Regions from separate parts of the Pan troglodytes genome. Here region 1 is linked to region 2. Evidence: chromatin contacts called from public Hi-C data. All regions are on one chromosome and are shown on one strand. Each heading gives the region's core, a stretch centred on a gene start, on an enhancer-like site or on the middle of the called end of the contact. The rest is flanking DNA. Distances are from core to core; before and after follow the strand shown. Region 1 holds the start of TRAK1 (trafficking kinesin protein 1). Region 2 overlaps ULK4 (unc-51 like kinase 4).

Region 1 (7,182 bases), core at 2,556-5,055, 120 kb after region 2:
CAGTTGTTTACAGAAATTTTATATCCTTCAATAGGCTTTCTTTCCTTCCTGTTTCATTCTTTCTGGTCCCAATTTCTTTTTCTACCCATATCCTATGGGATCATTTTCCAAAAGAAAGTATCTGCCCATGAGTCCTTCTCCAATGCTGCTTTTGGGGGGAACCCCAGCTAATATAGCTAGCCTTTTAATTGCTTTTGTTGGGTCACTTTCAACATTTCCACCTTGGGTCCCTGGATGCATTCTGGGTTCCTAATGGGTAGGGATCAGATATTCTATTTTGTATTTTCCCACAGTTACTAACGAGGGCCTGGCAAATGCAAGTAAACATAGATTAATTTCGATTTGATTCAACAAAAGGAAAGAATACAGTGGCTATCTGAGGCTCAAGGGAAGCCAGTTGCCTCTGTTGCAGCTACTTCTGCCTCATGCTGGATGAAGGGAGGACTTGCCAGGGCAATTACTGTTTTCCTTTCTTGTATCCATTCTGCTTCCCTCCCAGGTTCCTGTTCCACTGGCTTCCAGCAGCAGCAGGTCAGCAGCTGCTCCAAGTAGTTCATCAGCTCAGTCAGGCCCAGAACTGGGGCTGTCACTGGGGTCCCGCCTGCCATCTGCTTCCTCCAAGCTGAGAGTAGGAGAGGAAAACTGGTCCCTACTCCTCAGGGGCAGAATCCACATGCCTGTCATCTGGCACTACAGAACAAATCAGGGACTCCAAAGAATGAATGACTTCAAAATTTTCTACCAGCCTTAACTGAATCTCATAGATATAGGGAGTGACAGACAGCTGGTAAAGGTGTAAAGAAAGTAGAACATATTTGGCAGACAAGCAGTAGTTAACGGGTCTACCGCTAATTTGATGCTCCTGTGGACACACACTACTTTTCTGCCCACAGTTTCCAGAAAATGAGTAGGTTGGACTAGATGATCTCAAAGAACCCCCAGCTCTAGGATTGTTAAATTACAGAACTGGAAGGAATCTGATCGGTCAGTTATACTTCAAATAGTCTAATTTTTTTTTTTTCTTGAAAGCCTTCACTGTTGGTAACAGCACCATGTCTATTCTAGATCCACTATGAGAGCTCCAGCATATCTGCTCTGGCATGCTCCCTGATGGGCATGCCCATTTACATACAGTTTTTTTGTAATTAAAAATGATTTTTTTGTAATTAAAAATTGCATTGAGATAATGGTAGATTCACATTCATTTCTAAGAAATAATATATTTGGGCCAGGTGCGGTGGCTCATGCCTGTAATCCCAGCACTTTGGGAGGCTGGGGCAGGTGGATCACCTGAGGTCAGGAGCTCGAGACCAGCCTGACCAACATGGTGAAACCCCATCCCTACTAAAAATGCAAAAATTAGCCAGGCATGGTGATGCACGCCTGTAATCCCAGCTACTCAGGAGGCTGAGGCAGGAGAATTCCCTGAACCTGGGAGGCGGAGGTTGCAGTGAACCGAGATTGTGCCATTGCACTCCAGGCTGGGCAACAAGAGCAAAACTCCGTCTCGGAAAAAAAAAAAAAAAAAAATACACACACACACACACACACACACACACACACACACACACATATATATATATTTGGCCTAGTTTCCCCCAATGACAACATTTGCAAAACCTTAATATGATATCATAACTAGGATATTGACATTGATACAATTTACCTATCTTATTCAGATTTTCCCAGTTTTACTTGTACTCATTTGTGTGTATATTAAGTTCTAGATAATTTTATCACCTGTACTACCATACTCAAGATGTTTAACAGTTCCAAATTCACAAGGATCCCTTGTGTTGCCCTTTTATATCATACCTGCTTTCTTCCTACCTTACTTCATTCCCCAACTTGATGGATTTTTCCAAATCTTTTTATTTGGAAATAAGTTCAAACTTACAGAAATGTTCAAGTACACTCTATATGCTGATTCACTGATAATATGCACCTTACCTTTATTGCCCACTTGGCTTTATCATTTTTTCCTATCAAGATTTTTTTTTCCCCTGAATCATTTGAAGGTAAGCTGCATACATTATGACCTTTACCCTTTCAAGATACTTCAGTGTGTATTTCCCAAGAATTAGATATTCTTGTACATAATTACAGTGGAAGTTATCAACATCAGTACATTTAACATTGATCCAATACTTTAATCTCTTACATGGATTCTGATTTTGTCAGCTGGAATGTCCGTGATGTATTTCCCCTCCTCTAGCACAGGATGCAGTCTAGGATCAGGCATGGCATTTAGCTGCCCTGACTCTTTTGCACCCTTTAATCTGGAACATTTCCCAAGCTTTCTTTTGATTTTAATGACCTTGACATTTTTGAATAATACAGACCCTTCCTCTTTTTAATAGATGTTCCTCATTTTGGGTTTGTCCGATGTTTCATTATCATGATTCAGGTTATGCATTGTCCCCAGGAATACTGCATAGCTGATGTGGACATGATATCCATCTGCTCTCATTGGTGATGTAAATTTTGATCACCTGGTTAAGATGCTGTCTGCCTGCCTCTTTGTATAATTACTATTTCCGCTTTTGCTACTAACAGGTCTAAACCATCTATAGGGAGACACATCAACCCAGACAAATATCTGCCAGCCAGTAACAGCCCCCTAGAGTAAGCATTCATGGATGATTCTTGCCTGAGCCAATCTTCACTATACACTTGATGATCTCTTCAAGTCAAGTCTATGCCGGTATGAGAAATCAGGTTTTGCAGGGTTTAGTTTCCTTACATCTTTGGTTCTGGTCTGAGTCTTCTTCAAGTCCTCCCAATGTCCTCTATGACCCCTGGGTTGAAAAGAAGAAGTAGACTCAGTAGCCTCAACTGGAAATGAGATCATGTGGGTTGTTCCCCGTTAAACCATCCACAAGTGATTTGCATAATAGAGTGGCCTGTGAGCTCTTACTTCCTGGATCGGTTCCTGATCCCCTCTCTGCTGTCCGCCACCCCCCTGCCTGCCACCCTTTGGTGGCATCTTAGTCCAACAGCCAGTTCCATCCCCTCCAGCCTTCCCCCCGTCCCCTGCTCCATCCTCCCTCCATTTAAGCCTAAGGGCGGCTTTGCTAGGAGACAGCCCGTCCTGCAGGAACAGAACGCCTGGACTTCCACTGTGTTCACGACAATCAGCGCCCCGGGCCGCGGGGGTCCCATCCTTCTCTTAGACTCACTCTGGAAGGACCCCGAGAAGTGCTAGAAGTAATAAGCGCTCGGGGAGGGATGTGATCAGCTTTTCCGGATCCAGGTCTTTACCGGATACTTCTCTGTGCCCCACGGCGTGGGTAAAAGTGCAGGGGCAGCCGCGGGCGAGGAAGGCGGGGTGCGGCTCCAGGCGACTAGGACGTGGCCGGCGGGCATCCTGGAGGGCGGCCCGCAGGTGGCGGCGCGGGGCGGCGGGCGGGGCTGGGAAGGGGGAGGGCTCGGCGCGCGTCGGGCGGTGACGGCAGCGCGGAGGGGAGGTGCAAGCCGCCCGCTCGCGGGGGAGCCATGGCGAGAGGCCGCGCGGCGGCGCCCGCAACAGTGCCCGCGTCCGCAGCAGCGCCCCCGCCCGCCGCCCCGGGGCCCACCCGGCCGCCGCCCCCGCGCGCCCCGAGCCCTTGACGCCCGCGCGCCTAGAGCGAGGCGTCCCCCAGAGTGGGGCCGCGCGCGGGAGAGCCGGAGCGCAGCCTTAGCGTCCCCGAGAGTCTCGAACGCCCCGACGACCCCCGCGTCTCGGAACCCCGGACTCCGAGCCCAGGAGCGCCAGAGCGGCAGGCGGGCAGCAGGAGGCGGCGGCGCCAGAGCGGAGCCCCCGCGAGTGCCCCCGTGCCGCCCGGCCGGCTGCAGCGGAGGGAACCGGAGCCGCCGGGCGGCCGGGGCCGGGCCGAGAACGACGCGGAGGAAGCCCCCACCGAGGCCCCCCGGCACCGCGCCTGTTGCCGGGTTGCGCTCCGTGCACCTCTTGCGGGTAAGCCAGGGGTCCGCTCACCCGCGCCGCCTGCGCCTCGGGCCCAGGGGCTGGGGAAGGACACGGGTGTTCTGGGAGTGTCCGTGTGAGATAGTGGCGGCGTGAGAGGCCGGGCGCCGGGACCCTGCGGGGACAGCCCTCCTAATGCACCGGCCGCACCTGCAGGAGGCCTTCGGAGCCCGGAAAAGTGCCCCTAGGGCATCGTGTCGGCCACGCCGCGTGGCCTGGATTCCGCGCTCCGGCATTCCGAGGTGACAGTGAGGCGACCTTCAAAGAGCCTGGAGCTGAGCCAGGCCAGAGCGCGGGCAGCACCCCGATTCCCACTCACCCGCAAAACTTGATGAAAATGACATCATCTGAGCGTGTCAGAGAGCAGAGAGCCTTTAGAGCCCTCCTTTGCATCCTTGAGAGTTAACAAGTTTACTTTGTCACTTTCTTGACCTGATTTTTAAAGTTCTTTTCTAGTCTCCAAGGTCAAGCTCTTGCAGGTAAAAACAAATGTAATGAACTGTATCGTTTCTTCTTTTGTAAAGTTGTGTTTCAGGAAAGATGTTAAAAGTCGGCCTGCTCTTGAGGCTGGTGCTGGGTGCCCCTTCCGCGTTAAGCTTGCCTGTTTTAGAACCCGTGGCTGCACTTGTTCAGACACTGAAATTAGCGTCCGCTTTGAGAGCCTTCAGAGTATTCGTCGTTGGACCGCTGATTTTTTTTTTTTTTTTCTGATATGCTTCACTGGAACTTTATTTGCTTCAAAAGTGTAAACGTTGTCAATACTGTCTGTGAGTGTGTATTCGGGACTGGTAACCTTTTCTGGAGGGTCTTTTGTTTATCTGGAAGGGGAGTGGAGGTTACCATAGGGAAACGGTCTAGTTCCAGGGTCCTTTCCAATTTCCCACTACAAGAGCAGCGAAGAGGAAGGTGCTCAGACTAAGCTCTGATTAGCCCTGGAGCCAGTCTGCACTGGGGAGGGTCTCCCCAGATTGAGTGAAGGGACAACAGGCTGGGAGCTTGACTGGTAGGTTTGGAGAGTTGGACCTGGAGTGACAGATGGCGCCTTCCCCTCTGTCTCTCGGTTTGGAATGGTCATACTCGGTTGCTCTTTGATCTTGGACCTCAGCTTTGTCACAGAGGTTCCCAGGCCAGTGTAGCCTAAGCCAGCTGGAAAGCTGAGCCCGGCTCTGGGGGATGCTGAATCGGTTTAAAGCCCTTGTCTCAGGGCTGCGAGTTTGGCAACAGTTGGGTTTCAGCTTGGCCCCAGCACCAGCCGTTTCCTGTTTGATGCCCCAGGGACCAGTTTCCCATCCCCAGCGCTCGCTTGAGGGTGTCTCCACTCTGGCTGTGTTGCTTCTCCTTCCCTGTGGTCTTGGAGTGGGAAACCTGGACTGAAATTCCAACTCCTCTCTATTGGCTGTGTGACCTTACTTAATCTCTCTGTCCTGCTCTCCCCTCTCTGGGAGACAATGTTTTAAATGGAGGTGTCCGTAAAAGTTTGACTGAATGACATGGGAGCGTTTTCAGGTCTCCTTCCAACATGATTAGGTTTGTAATTTGGTAAGCTTTTTGAGCCCCAACAGGGATAATAAAGCATATAATAGTAATTATTGTTTTATAGGTTTATTATGAGGGTCAAATCAGGTAATATAAAAGAGCTTTGGGCCGGGCATGGTGACTTGTGCGTGTATTCCCAGCATTTTGGGAGGCTGAGGCAGGTGGATCACTTAAGGTCAGGAGTTCGAGACCAGCCTGGCCAACATGGTGAAACCCCGTCTCTACTAAAAATACAAAAATTAGCTGGGCATGATGATGGGCACCTGTAATCCCAGCTACTAAGGAGGGTGAGTCAGGAGAATAGCTTGAATCCGGGAGGCAGAGGTTTCATTGAGCCAAGATCCCGCCACTGCACTTCAGCCAGGGCGACAGAGCAAGACCCCATCTCAAAAACAAAAACAAAAACAAAAAACATAAAAATAAAAGGGCTTTCAAAAATAATAGAGCACTATTCACATTGAATGGAGTTCTTAAACTTTCACTTTCCAAACTAACAACACCTTAAGGTTTGCCATCTTAAGTGGACTTTGTTCCTGTCATTGCATTCTGGTTTTTTGTTTTTTGTTTTCTTTTTTTGAGTCAGAGTGTTGCTCTGTCATCGAGGCTAGAGTGCAGTGGTGCGATCTTGGCTCACTGCGGCCTCCACCTCACAGGTTCAAGTGATTCTCTGGCCTCAGCCTCCCGAGTAGCTGGGATTGCAGGCACCTGCCACCACGCCCAGCTAATTTTTGTATTTTTAGTAGAGACGGGGTTTCACCACGTTGGCCAGGCTGGTCTCAAACTCTTGACCTCGAGTGATCTGCTGGCTATGACCTCCCAAAGTGCTGGGATTATAGGCGCAAGCCACCACTCCCAGTCCCTGTCGTTGCATTCTGAGTCCCTGCCTCTGACCTTGTATATAGTAGGCCTCTGTAATTGTTTGGTGATTCTTGAATTAACCATCTGGGCTCTCCATCTTGACTTCGTGCTCCCAAGGTAGAGAACAGACCTTGGGCATTCTCCTCTCCGTCAGCTGTCGGAGTTTTTATAGATGCGATTGTTCTGTTGCACCATATAGCTCATAAGAGAGCCAAGGAGAGTAAGCAGATAGGTGGCCAGTTTTTCTGCAAGCGACAGTTCTTTTTTTACCCTTTGGGGCTCAAGTAAGAAAGGCATTGGAGGGCGAACAGTCATTTAAACTCACTGAGAGTTGCAGATATTCAGTAAAGCCTTTTGTGCATGCCAGAGCTTAATACTGTATGGTCGGGAAGTTTGATAAACTTTAAAGTACCATGACCAGCCTCTTCACATATATGATTCTGTGACCCTTGGTTTTGAAAATGGACTCTGACCACTGGCTGCGGTGGCTCACACCTGTAATCCTAGCACTTTGGGAGGCCGAGGCAGGTGGATTGCCTGAGCTCAGGAGTTCGAGACCAGCCTGGGCAACATGGTGAAACCCCGTCTCTACTAAAACACAAAAAAAGTAGCCGGGCGTGGCAGCATGCGTCTGTAATCCCAGCGACGTGGGAGGCTGAGGTAGGAGAATTGCTTGAACCCAGGAGGTGGAGGTTGCAGTGAGCCAAGATTGTGCCATTGCACTCCTGCCTGGGCGACAGAGTGAGACTCTGTCTCAAAAACAAAACAAAACAAAAGAAAATGGACTCAGATTTATTTAACTCATCTATATTTGGCATGCACTG
Region 2 (7,141 bases), core at 613-3,112:
ATGCAATATTTTTGCATCAAATTTAACTGGTGGCTGTTTCATTATCTGTGGTTAAAAAAAAAAGAAAGCTTTTGAGACAATTTTTAAGATGGATATCTGTCTCCTTATATGTCCCTTATGTCAGATAATAAATCAATGAGGACAAAAAAAGAATGTGCAAAATTTGTTACCAAAAAGAATAAGTACAATGACTTTTCGGATTAAAACACACAAATATAGATAATATTTTTTATAATCATTTCAACTGATATCTGTAATAAAATAAAGCTTCATAGAAAACATTCACTCCTATCTTGGCTTACTTTTTAGCTAATTTACCTCTAATTAGAAATTCAGTCATTCAACAAATATCTATTGGGTACCTGCCAAGGTAAGGCTCTATGCCAAGTGCTAATGGGGATACAAAGATATAAAAGACACAATCCTATTTTCAGAGAGCTGACATCCTAGTTGGGAAGATGAGACAAACATTCGATAAACAACAAAATATTTCACAATTCAAAACATGCAGGACATAACTACAGAGAAAACACTGGACAGAAAGAATTTTTTTGTAAATAGTAGTTTAGAGCATACAGCAAGCACTTTAGTTGATATAGTTAGGACTGGGTTTACAGAGAGGTAGATGGTGGGTTGAGGTCTTGAAGGATGGTTAATGGTTATATCAGAGAAGACACCACTCCAGGAAGCCATAATAGCATGAATTGGAAAGTGCACAATTATTAATCAAGTATTATGCCACTCCAATTACCACATTCTACTGCCCTCCAAAAGGAGGAACAGATAGGGATTATCCTGCCTGACTAACACTATACCAATTTTAATTCCCAGGTTTTGCTAACTATACTACAGACCTATAAGATGTGAACATTAAGAGCAGCTGGGCAAAAGGTATACAGGAACTCTCAATTATTTTTGAAACTTTTCTCTAAGACTAAAAGTAGTTAAAAATTAAAAGTTAAACACAAAAATTTCTACTGATTAAGGCTTCCCAGAAACTATCAAATATGGTTATAAGAGGGAAAAAAAGAAACACAGAATATCGTCTAAAGCAAGCCTGTCCAACCCGTAGCCCATGGGCTGCATGCAGCCCAAGACGGCTTTGAAAGTGGCCCAACACAAATTTGTAAACCTTCTTAAAACATTGTAAGATTTTTTTTGCAATTTTTTTTGTTTTTTTAGTTCATCAGCTATCGTTAGTGTATTTTATGTGTGCCCCAAGACAATTCTTCTTCCAATGTGGCCCAGGGAAGCCAAAAGATTGGACACCCCTGGTAAAGATAACACAAATTGTTCTAGAAAGCCCACGTTGAAAATGCCCCAATGCTCATCAAACTTAGCATAATAAAGTTACTCTGCCAGACATATGAACTCACAAAAAGAAGTAGCTCCATTATGAAAAATAGCTAAATAATCTATATGAAATGCTGTCTATCTAGAAAATAAATATGAATTCAAGAACCTTCATGGTCTAAACCACAGTAATGTTCCCAATGAGATAAGAAGAAAGAGTCACGAATTAATACAGAAAAAGACATTTAAAAATAAGAAAAAGAAGCAGGAAAATTAAAATAGAGAAAAAGTAGTGGAATGTGAGTATGTTGGGGAGCTGGAAGTCAAGACAAAACAGAGGGACTTAGAAATGAATTTGTTTTTTAAAGTAGATACTCATTATCCCCTAGCAAGAAAGTATTATATTCCAAAAGACAAGAAGCAAAAAAACTCACACTGGTTTAGAAGTACATTGTGAACTACGACTTCGCAAGCTCCCAGAATGTCTCCCCATCGTCTCCCCTGCAGTCTTAACAACCTGTGAGAGGGTAGGGCTTCTGTGTGATCTGCCTGCCCAGCCCAGCCTGGTAAGCAGTGCCCTCTGACTGCTTCTGCCTTCGAAATACATCAGAGACTAGAATATTTAGAGTGATTCACATTAGTGCATACGGAGAAACAAAAGGACTGAGAGCTAAGGTCTGAGGTCAAGAGGCTGGCAACCCCTCCATGGCATGTGGAAGAAAGCAGTAGTGAGAGGCAGCAGAGCTGACTCATTCAAAACAGAGGGGAGAAAACTTAGAACTCCAGTGAAGTGGAAGTGAAGGCAGAGGAAAGGGTTGCAGACAGAGGGGGAGCTGCAAATGCAGACATGCAGCACAAATGACACAGAAGCAGACAAGAGAAACAGGAAAGATTATACAGTAAATAATATTCTGAATGAAAATCTCATGCAGATTTCAGATCTCAGTAAAGTCTACAACTCAGTTGTTAGAGTGTCTTTCTGCACCTTTGGATTGTCGATAATGGGGGTGACAACAAGATCTGAGTCCATGTAGATAAGCTCTCTCATCTGGGATTCCAGGTCCTGCTGACTCAGGTGTCCACTTGTAATCTGAAATGAGAACAAAAATTAGACTTTGTTTCTGCGACTAATGTAGATCTTTAAAACACTGAACCAGTAAGATGCTGAGGAAGACACCACTGTAAAATATCACCTATATCAATGTACTTCAACTGCTATTCAAGATGGTTGCAGTCTCATTTGATTTTCACAAAAATCCTAAACTGTAGGCACCATCATTCCCATTTTACAGATAAAAATATAAAACTCTGAGAAAGTAACTGAATTGCTCATGTTACCACTAAGTCTGGCTAGGACTAGAAAAAATATCTTTACAATTCAATGTTCTAAACTGTGATGAGGCAAATTGGTTTTTCCATAACAGCATGGCTTCCTTTTTTTTTTTTTTTTTTTTTTTTGAGGCGGAGTCTCGCTCTGTCCCCCAGGCTGGAGTACAGTGGCGTGATCTCGGCTTACTACAAGCTCTGCCTCCCGGGTTCACGCCATTCTCCTGCCTCAGCCTCCCAAGTAGCTGGGACTACAGGCGCCTGCCACTGTGCCTGGCTAATTTTTTTGTACTTTTAGTAGAAACAGGGTTTCACCGTGTTAGCCAGGATGGTCTCGATCTCCTGACCTCATGATCCACCCGCCTCGGCCTCCCAAAGTGCTGGGATTACAGGCGTGAGCCACCACGCCCAGCCTTTTTTTTTTTTTTTTTTTTGAGATAGAGTCTCACTCCATCACACAGGCTGGAATGCAGTGGCACAATCTCGGCTCACCGCAACCTCTGCCTCCCGGGTTGAAGCAATTCTCCTGCTTCAGCCTCCCAAGTAGTGGAATTACTGGTGTATGCCACCATGCACTGCTAATTTCTGCATTTTTAGTAGAATCGGGGTTTCATCATGTTGGCCAGGCTGGTCTCAAACTCCTGGTCTCAGGTGATCCACCCACCTTGGCCTCCCAAAGTGCTGGGATTATAGGCGTGAGCCACGCGCCTGACCAACGGCTTTATTTTTCATTCACAGAATGTTAATCAATTTATTTCTGCTTTACAGAATATTCAATGTGAAATTGAAGCTGTAACATAAAAAAAATTTTCAGACTTAAATACAGACATGCTACCTAAGTATTAAACCTCAATTATTTATTAAGCCTAGTTAGAGTTGATACATAATGAAATGAATCAGCAGATATTCACCATCAGTTATTCCTTTGAGATGGTTCTTTGTGCTCTATTTAAACATAATTTGTATTCCTAGTGCTATGCCTCAGTATTTCCCAACAGGGAAAAAAAAAAGAGAGAGAGAATTTATGCTTAAGAACCTTAGAAGAAACAACAACTAGCAAACTAAATAAAATAGAAAAGTAAATCAGTGAAGTAAGGAATAAGGAAAATATATTACCCAAAACTGAGTGAGGAAGGGGCATGGATAAAGGAACAGAGGAGTTAGCTAAGAAAGTTCCTGGAAACCCAAGCTGCCCCATGCAACTCAGACAAAAGACAAGAAAACACAAAAAGAGGCTGGGTGCAGTGGCTTAGGCCTGTAATCCCAGCACTTTGGTAGGCCGAGGTGGGCACATCACGAGGTCAGGAGTTCGAGACCAGCCTGACCAACATGGTGAAACACTATCTCTACTAAAAATACAAAAACTAGCCAGGCATGGTGGCAGGCGCCTGTAATCCCAGCTACTTAGGGGGCTGAGGCAGGAGAATCGCTTGAACCTGGGAGGCGGAGGTTGCAGTGAGCCGAGATTGCGCCATCGCACACCAGCCTAGGTGACAAAGCGAGACTCCACCAAAAAAAAAAAGAAAAAAAAAAAAAAAAAGGCCCACAAAGAATGAAGAGGAAGTTTGTTTAAAACAAGAAAATCTAAGTTTAAGAACATGGACTTTCAATTAAAGAAAAAAAAAGATGGACTTTCATGGTAAAAAGACAGGGGTAAACTCACATTGCCAAAAAAAAAGATGGACTTTAAAGGCAAAAAGACAGGGGCAAACTTAACATTGCTGCTTGTTAATTATGTGCTCTTAGGGAAGATAAAAAAAGCTTTGTTTTCTTCATCTATAACAAAGATTAAAACAAACAAGCTTTCAGGTTTGTGAAGAATAAACACAAAGCACTTAAAACAATGCCTGGCACTGCTTGAGAGAAGACAGTGATAGTTAATGAAGACATTTAAATATATACATCATACTTGCTTCAGTGGAGAATGGATGGAGGGGAGCAATGGAGAACTGAGGGGACCAGTTAGCAGGTTACTGCAAAGCCTGGATGGAAAGGATGGTGTCTTGAGTGAGGAAGGGGGCAGAAGGAAAGAAAAGAAGTCAATGATAGAGCAAAGGGCTGGATATCCCTGCTGATTTAACACTGAGGAGGAACTGCTAGTAAATTATATTGGTCCGTAAAGTAAGACAACAATATTTGAAAGAGGTGGCCAAATTATCTTCACGTATAGATAATATAACTGAACATCCAAAAAGCCAAAATTAATCAATGGGAAAACTCTTAGAAATAAGGTAAGAATTAGGCCAGGCATGGTGGCTCACACCTGCAATCCCAGCACTTTGGGAGGTCCAGGTGGGCGGATCACCTGTGGCCAGGAATTCGAGACCAATCTGGCCAAAATGGTGAAACCCCATCTGTCCTAAAAATACAAAAATTAGCTGGGTGTGGTGGCGGGTGCCTGTGGTCCCAGCTACTCAAGAGGCTGAGGCAGGAGAATCACTTGAACCTGGGAGGCAGAGGCTGCAATGAGCCAAGATCACACCGCTGCACTCCAGTCTGGGCAAATAGAGCGAGACTCTGTCTCAAAGAAAAAAAAAAAAAAATGTAAGATTAGTAAGGTGGACCAATTAAAAAATTGTATGCAAAAATTAATTTCCTACAGGTAAACTGAATGTATGCACGAATGCCATATAACAAATATCCCACTCACAACAGCAAAAATATATAAAATAAAATGTTCAGGAATAAACTAAATGATCAATAATTGCAATCAGATCATAATCATTAAATGAAAATAACTGTTATAAAATTATATTCCCTTGTTTCAAAATGAACACATATGTATAAAACCAGAAGCAGTAATATCAAAATGTATGAGACATATGAGGTTACAATGAACACAATCGTGCCAGTATCAAAATGTATGAGACGTATGAGGTTACAGTGAACTACAATTGTGCCACTGCACTCCAGCCTGGGCAAAAGGCTCTTAAAAAAACAAACAAAAAAAGTAATCAGTGTTTACTCGGGAATTATATCGTAAATAATTTTTCTATTTTCTTTGTCCTCTTTTACATTTTACAAGTTTTTTACTATTATATATGTTTCGTAATAGAATAAAAAGTATCATTTAAAAATTATAAAACATAAGGCCAAGCACAGTGGCTCACACCTGTAATCCCAGCTCTTTGGGAGGCCAAGGCCAGCAGATCACTTGAGTCGAGGAGTCTGAGACCAGCCTGGGCAACATGGGGAAACCTCTACTAAAAATACAAAAAATTAGCCAGGCATGGTGGCGCATACTTGTAGTCACAGTTACTCAGGAGGCTGAGATGAGAGAATCACCTAAGCCCAACAAGTTGAGGCTGCAATGAGCCATGATCATGCCCCTCCACTCCAGCCTAGGTGACAGGAGTGAGGCTCTGTCTCAAAAATAAATAAATAAATAGATAGATAGATAGATATGTAAAATAAACTACCTTAGGTATTCACATTATTGATTATATTTTCTCAATAGAATGATTATATACTCTTCTTTATAACCATCTGCCAGAAGAGCTTCAACATCTATTGCATTTCAAAATGAATTTTTTAATTTACATTGATTTTCTATTTCACATAACCAAAAAATTAGCACAGTGAGATTTTATTATAACCCATTTATACTAAATTTCAAAGCAGAAATAAGCTTCACATGGTCCAAATACACTTCACATTACATCAAAACTACAGTAAAAACTAAAAGCAATTATATTTGTCAAGCAATAAGTAGCATAAAAATAACTTAGAATTAATTCAAAGTAGTTCTGCATTCAACACAACTATGATTGAAAGAAATTAAAGAAAACCTAAGTAAGTATAAATACATCCTGTGTTCGTGGAGGAAAACTTAACATTGTTAAAATGGCAGTACTTCCTAAATTGATCTACACATTCAATGCAACTGTGATTAAAATCCCAGCTGGCTCCTTTGAAGAAACTGACAAGCTGATCTTAAAATTCATATGGAAATGCAAGTGACCCAGTACAGCCAAAACCACCTTAAAAATTTTTTTGGAGAATTCATACTTTCTGATTTCAAAGCTTACTAAAGAGCTACAGTAATCAAGAGTGTGCCACTGGTATAAGGACAGATGAATAGATAACAGAACAGAATCCAGAAATAAACCTTCACATATACAGTCAATCGATCTTCAGTAAGGGTTCCAAGACAATTCAATGGGGAAAGAATAAGCTTTTCAACAGATAGCGCTGAGACAACTGGATGTTTCGATGCAAAACAATGAAGCTATACCCCCCTACTTCATGCCACATGCAAAAATTAACTCAAATGGATAAAATAGCTAAATCTAAGAGATACTAATAAAACTATAAAACTCTTAGAAGAAAACATAGGCAGAAACTTTTGTGAGCTGGGAGTAGCAATGGTTTTTTTAGATATTACACCAAAAGCACAAGCAGCAAAAAACACAAACGAAAAAAGATAAATTGGACTACATCAAAATTTAAAACTTTTGTGCTTCAAAGGACACCATCAAGAAAGAAAAAAGACAATCCAGAAAAAGGGAGAAAATTGTTATAA

What was found. A called contact is a pair of places that touch in the nucleus more often than the background predicts.
Region 1: a contact with region 2 is called in a Hi-C map of stem cell-derived neural progenitor cells, with 2.4 times the contacts expected there. The contact joins the promoter of TRAK1 here to the enhancer-like site in region 2. A contact is called at or near these places in 1 of 7 Hi-C or Micro-C datasets (stem cell-derived neural progenitor cells) and 1 of 1 datasets of contacts at active chromatin or transcription factors (stem cell-derived excitatory neurons).

What each region holds. Positions count from the first base shown.
Region 1 is chr2:46,026,419-46,033,600 of NHGRI_mPanTro3-v2.0_pri, forward strand. It overlaps TRAK1 (trafficking kinesin protein 1), which reads left to right and starts at 3,806. Exons shown (of 17, transcript XM_054680574.2): 1 at 3,806-3,955. It overlaps LOC134809438 (a long non-coding RNA gene), which reads right to left and starts at 3,430. Exons shown (of 2, transcript XR_010155168.1): 1 at 3,180-3,430; 2 at 2,130-2,798.
Region 2 is chr2:45,908,684-45,915,824 of NHGRI_mPanTro3-v2.0_pri, forward strand. ULK4 (unc-51 like kinase 4) reads right to left here. Exons shown (of 38, transcript XR_010155167.1): 13 at 2,279-2,383; 14 at 1-45. It also overlaps the pseudogene LOC112208815. Among named protein-coding and RNA genes, the nearest start is that of ULK4, 62 kb to the right of the region's middle. Within about 2 kb of position 1,863, at least 4 of the 24 cell types and tissues checked have an H3K27ac peak or open chromatin away from gene starts, as enhancers often do. A contact at or near this core is called in stem cell-derived neural progenitor cells, where this site is marked.